Linked DNA regions of Sus scrofa: region 2 is linked to region 1. The links are chromatin contacts, called in public targeted proximity ligation maps. All regions are on one chromosome and are shown on one strand. The core of a region is the stretch at or near the end of the contact, and the rest is flanking DNA. Distances in the headings are between cores, read along the strand shown. Region 1 overlaps MKL2 (MKL/myocardin-like protein 2). Region 2 overlaps LOC106509690 (a long non-coding RNA gene).

Region 1 (3,039 bases), core at 344-2,843:
AGATAAACTCAAAATGGATTAAAGACCTAAATGTAAGACTGGATACTAAAAATCTCCTAGAGGAAAACATAGGCAGAACACTCTTAGACATAAACTGCAGTAAAAATCTGTTCTGATCCACTTCCTAATAAGAATGAACAAACAAATGAGACCTAATCAAACCTGAAAGCTTTCACACAATAAAGGAAACCATAAACAAAATGAAAAAACAATCCACAGAATGGGAGAGAATATTTGCAAATAAAGTGGTCGACAAGGGATTAACCTTCAAAATACACAAACATCTTACACACCTTTATATCAAAAATAAATAAATAAATAAATAAATGGTCAGAAGATCTAACCAAGGAAGACAGACAGCCAAAAAGCCCATGAAAAGATTCTCAACATCACTAATTATCACCAAAATGCAAATCACAACTACAACGAGGTATCACTTCACACGAGTCAGAATGCAAAGTGATGCATCACAAAGTCTCCAGACAATAAATGCTGGAGAGGGTATGGAGAAAAGGGAACACTCCTACACTGTTGGTGGGAAGGTAAAATGGTACAACCACTATGGAGAACAGTATGAAGGTTCCTTAAAAAACTAAAAAGAGAACTACCATATGATCCAGCAATCCCACTCCTGGGCACACATCCAGAGAAAACCATAATTCAAAAAGATACATGCACCTCAATGTTCACTGCAGCACTATTTAACATGGAAGCAACCTAAATGTCCATCAAGAGAGGACTAGGTAAAGAAGATGTGGTATATATATTCCATGGAATATTATTCAGCCATAAAAAAGAATAACGCCATTTGCAGTAACATGGATGGACCCGGGAATTATCACATTAAGTGTAGCAAGTCATTAAGTGAGGTAAGTCATAAAGAGAAAGACAAATACCACAGGAGACCACTAGTATGTGGAATCCAATTTTTAAAATGATACAAAAGAACTTACAAAACAGAAACAGACTCAAAGACTTCAAAACCAAATTTATGGTTACCAAGGGGAAACGTAGAGAGGGCAAGGGGAATAAATTAGGAGGTTGGGACTGACACATACACATGACTATATATAAAAAAGATAAGTAAAAGGACCTGTTGTACAACACAGGGAAATCTACTCAATATTATGTAATAACTTACATAGGAAAAAATTCTGAAAAGGAACAGATATAGGTATAACTGATTTACTTTGCTGTACACGTGAAACTAACACAACTTCATAAGTCAACTATACCCCAATAAAGTTTAGAAAAGAAAAAGGAAGTCTATTACATTACCACTCTGTGTGGTACTAAGCTTACTCCATGCCTTCCTTAATTTTGCTCTAATGACCTCTCTGTGGGTTAAGTATTACTTCCCTTTTACAGATGAGAAAACCAAGGCTTGGAAAGATTAAATAAAATTGAGAGATTAGCCTCAAAGTCAGGATTCCAACTTCAGGGCTCGTATTCCTTCTACAATAACACGACACATATGTGCCAAAACGCAAGTAAAGTTGGAGCAAATAATTGGGAGAGACAGATGATGCTGGGCGAGGAGGAAGCAGTGTGGAAGAGGAAGCTGTGGAAAGCTCCATCGGCACAATTCTTTACACACACACACTGTAGGTCAAGTGCATCGGGCACTGCCCTGGGCACTGGGGGTTCCACAAGGACTCATTCACAACCCCTGCTCTCCTGGATGGAAGGACCTTGTTGATCAGGCAATTATGACACAACAGTCGTGCTGAATGAGACCAGCACAACACACCTGCTCCAGGGCAAATGAAGGAAACCACCTTCTTTTACTGCTCACTTTAGCAAACACTGAGGGAGTAGCTGGAATTAAACTCCAGACCCGAAGAAAATGAAATCTAACGTTGTAGATGTGCTGCACATAAACAGGATATGTTTTTGACATTAGGTCATAATTCTTTCAAATAATGAGTTTTTATTTGCACCAGTTGGATTTATGTGTAGACATTAAATACATAGCAAAGTGTACTATAAATATACCACATACTGATAATACACTGTATAGAAGAAGTTACATAACTGCTCTTCTATGCCTAAAGCGGCTCTTATAGCTCTAAAAATGCCAATGTGACGATTTATTTTTTTAACTTGTTTACTGCAGACTTGCTTCAAATGAACATAGCATGGAGCAAAATGCATACTTAACAGTCTCCAAAGCGATGCATTCTGAAGTACTGCAGCTAACATTTAAGTAAAGAGGGTTCCTGAAATATTCATTGCAGTCCATCTAAAATTTTGAATTAGCAAAGGCTTAGAACACATGTGGTTTTTTGCATTGTTATACAAAAAGAACTAGAAAATTGTATTTGTTCCCCAAGTAAAATTGCCAAAGCCCAAATCTTTTTAGCTTCAACAACTGCATTTTCCAAGTGTATTCAAAATGAGTGATTCTCAGAGAATAAAAATTGATTGGAGGAATAATTTTAAGCTGAGATGATTTCCATATTTATCAAACACTGGGGTAAAAGCAAACTCTAATCTTGCTGAGCCATAAATTAGCATTTGATTTAAATGCCAAGAAGTAAATATTTATAAACAGATTAAACCAATGTTTTATTTAACAGATAAAAAACATACTGTACTCCTATCTCTAAGTTCTCCAGGGCAGGAAGGGGAGGTGAAAGGGAAAAGGGAGAAGAGGGGAAGGGGAAAATGGAGAGAAGGCCACTAAAAGGACGGCAGTCTCGCTGTTTTCTAGCTCTTTACTCTTCTTGATAATAGAAATCAGTAGAATTTAAATTTAAACAAAGATATCAAGCAAAGTATTGCAAAACTCATGAAAAGAAATGAAGCTGAATTTACTTGTCCAGGATATCCGGACCAGTTAAGCAACAGAGCAGGGACCCCGAGTCCTCCTCTACACAAGTCCCCCAAGTTTAGAACCGAGTTCTTCGGTACTTAATTAACCAGAAGAGAAATGCTCTTTTCTGAGGCGACCACGCCAGATAGTCAGACGGTAAACTGAAAAACTCAAATAAAGGAGTCACGAAAACTGACAGGCACCAATCTAAGACACTTTCTGTT
Region 2 (3,039 bases), core at 298-2,797, 140 kb after region 1:
CTCCCTAAGACCCCACCTCCAAACACCATCACGGTGGGGGTTAGGTTTCAAACTAAGACTTTTAAGGGGATGCAAACAGTCAACCTCTAGCTGTCTAGAGATCACCAGAGCCCTCTAATTAGCATTTGGCAGGAAGCAACAATAAAAAGAGATCATGTGTGTAGTAACATTACCTGAACAAATAGCCTTTTGGACTGATAGCCAGGTCCCTAACAGAGAAATGTGGTTTTTGTTTTGCTTTTTAGGGCTGCACCCACAGCATAAGAAAGTTCCCAAGCTAGGGGGTCAAACTGGAGCCGAAGCTGCCAGCCACAGCCACAGCAATGCCGGATCCAAGCCGCATCTGTGACCGACACCACAGCTCAAGGCAATGCCAGATCCTGAACCCACCGAGCGAGGCCAGGGATTGAACCTGCATCCTCATGGATGCTAGTTGAGCCACAAAGGGAACTCCCAAGAAAGATGTTTTTGATCTTTTCTATTCCCAGGCCCTGACTCCTGGCTATGATGGTCTCACAGTGCGCCCATCTCTCTGGCTACTTACTGGAGAAAAGATAAAGCTAAGTGGTTTTGTTATAAGATAAAAATGAATAAAAAAGCAATTAACTAAACAACTGAGATTAAAAACTAATAAAATAAATCTAAGGGTGGCAGAAGGAAAGAAGGAAAGAGAAAAGCAGACAAAAGCAAATTAGAAAACAGAAAACAATAGAATTGATAAGACAAATCAAAGAGCTAACTCTTTTAAAAGATCAATAAGGAGTTCCCATCGTGGCACAGTGGAAACGAATCCGACTAGGAACCATGCGCAAAAAAAAAAAAAAAAAAAAAAGACCAATAAATGAGACAAACCTCTGGCAAGTTTGCATGAGGAAAAAAAAGAAAAAAATGCAAATAAACAGCTCTAGAAATATAAAAGGGATGAGAGACAAAGACATGAAAGAGGATTCAAGCTAAAAGCACACTGTGTTTAAATTTATGCTAATAAAATATTAACCAAAATAAGACAATATAATCCACTCAAGAATAGGCAGAAAAATTCAACAAGATGAAAAGTCACAGAAGCAGCTGATAAAGAACTCTGCAAGACTTTGATGAAACGTGAACTTAGGCAATTTGGGGGAGGCGTTGGGCAAATTCTGTCAAACCTTAAAGGAAGAGAGAATTTCTATATGATCGAATTGTTTTCAGGGTATAAAAAATTTAAAAGTGTCCCAATTAATTTTTACAAAGCTAACTCATCCTGCAAAGAAGAGAGAATGACAGAGACAAAGAAACAGAGACAGAAACAAAAAACAAGAGTCTTTGTACAGGGTTGAATAATGTCTCCCCAAACTCCACATCCACCAGGAACCTCAGGATGTGACCTTAACTGGAAATGGGGTGTTTGCAGATGTAACTGTTGAGAGGATATCATACAGGGGTATGGTGCGCCCTAAGTCCAGTGACTGCTGTCCTTCTAAGACGAGGAGAGACTACACCGAGATACACTCAGAAGGAAGAAGCCCATGTGAAGATGAAGGCAGAGACTGGAAGGGGGAAGCTGCATAGGAGTTGAGCAATGCAAGCCTTACCCGCAGCCTTCAGGAGCTGGAAGTGGTGAAGGAGGATTCTCCCCTGCAGCCTCTGGGGGAGCCTGGCCCGACTGATACCTTGACTTCCAACTTCTGGAACTGGGAGAGAATAAATTTCTGTTGCTGTAATCACCCAATGTGCAGTGCTTTGTTATGGCAGCTCTAGGACACTATGGCAGGTGGGTATGCAAGGATTTTTTTCTAGTTCTTTGGTCATTTCAGTCATCTGAAAGGCAAGAGGATGTATGGGCTCAATTTAGCATTTGGGAAACAAGGGCATGCACAGGTCGAAATGATGCTTCCTCTCACAGGTATACTCATGTGGTCTTTTGCCCACGTGGAGGATGGACCCAGCAACAGGCTTTCCCCAAGCAACGGTGGGGCCTGGAGCAAGGGCATAAAGGGAGGCCCATATACCATATGGCTAAAGAATTTAAGAGCTGTAAATTAAGCTGTGTTTAAAAATTGTTATACTTCTATCTTGATGGATATGCTTTTTTAAAAAAAAAATTATTTATTTTTTCTTTTTTAGAGCCACACCCATAGCATATGGAAGTTCCCAGGCTAGGGGTTGAACCAGAGCTACAGCTGCTGGCCTTTGCCACAGTCATAGTAATGCAGGATCCAAGCTGCATATGTGACCTACAACCACAGCTCATGGCAACACTGGATCCTTAACCCACGGAGCAAGGCTAGGATTGAACCTGCATCCTCATGGATAAAAAAAAAAAAAATCGGGTTCATTACTGCTGAGCCACGATGGGAACTCCCTGATGGATATACCTTTATAACCACCTGGGAAGCCAAGTTTGAATTAAAGATTCTCCCAATCTCCTTGGCATTCTAGTTTCTTATCAAATGGCATAAGAACAGTTGGACGCACCCTTCCCTCACGGCCCCCAGCTGCTGGGGAAGAGGGCTGGCATTTCAACCCCGTGTCCAAGCTTGTCCACACTCCATACAGTCAGTTGTCTTTGGACTTGGAGTACAAGCGTCTGTCGTGCTGTCCTCCCCTAGGGGAAGGGACCTAGGAAAGAGGCCCACCGAGGCCCTGGGTGCAGGCTAGGGCCATTCAGGAAGAAGGTGGGGGCCCAGGGCCCAGGCACCCAGGACCCCAGAATTCTCAACCCAAACAGGCCTGCAGCCATCTGCAGGGCCTGCATCCTTGGCCTTGTGGTCTGCTCACCTGTGGGCCAGGACTGCGACTTCAAGAAGGACAGATTAGGGCCCTGCTAAGCAAGGGCAGAGACTGCCCTCGCCTGGGTCTAAGGATGGTGTTGCTTAATAGTTTGTCACACTGCAAAAAACAAAAAAACCAAAACAAACAACAAGCAAACAACAGCAACAACAACAACAACAACAAAACCCCCTACTTCTACGGCACGCTGAAGGCAAATGGATACCCTGTGAACAGCTTTATGGGACATCAGAGAGAGGAAGGAAGCACATTACAAACCATGGCAGA

Evidence for each region.
Region 2: a targeted proximity ligation map of alveolar macrophages shows a contact between it and region 1. A contact is called at or near these places in 1 of 5 promoter capture datasets (liver) and 1 of 2 datasets of targeted methods (alveolar macrophages).

What each region holds. Positions count from the first base shown.
Region 1 is chr3:29,106,393-29,109,431 of Sscrofa11.1, forward strand. All of the region lies in intron 2 of MKL2 (MKL/myocardin-like protein 2), which reads right to left. Among named protein-coding and RNA genes, the nearest start is that of MKL2, 130 kb to the right of the region's middle.
Region 2 is chr3:29,245,539-29,248,577 of Sscrofa11.1, forward strand. It overlaps LOC106509690 (a long non-coding RNA gene), which reads right to left. Exons shown (of 4, transcript XR_002342411.1): 4 at 439-1,800. Among named protein-coding and RNA genes, the nearest start is that of MKL2, 6.9 kb to the left of the region's middle.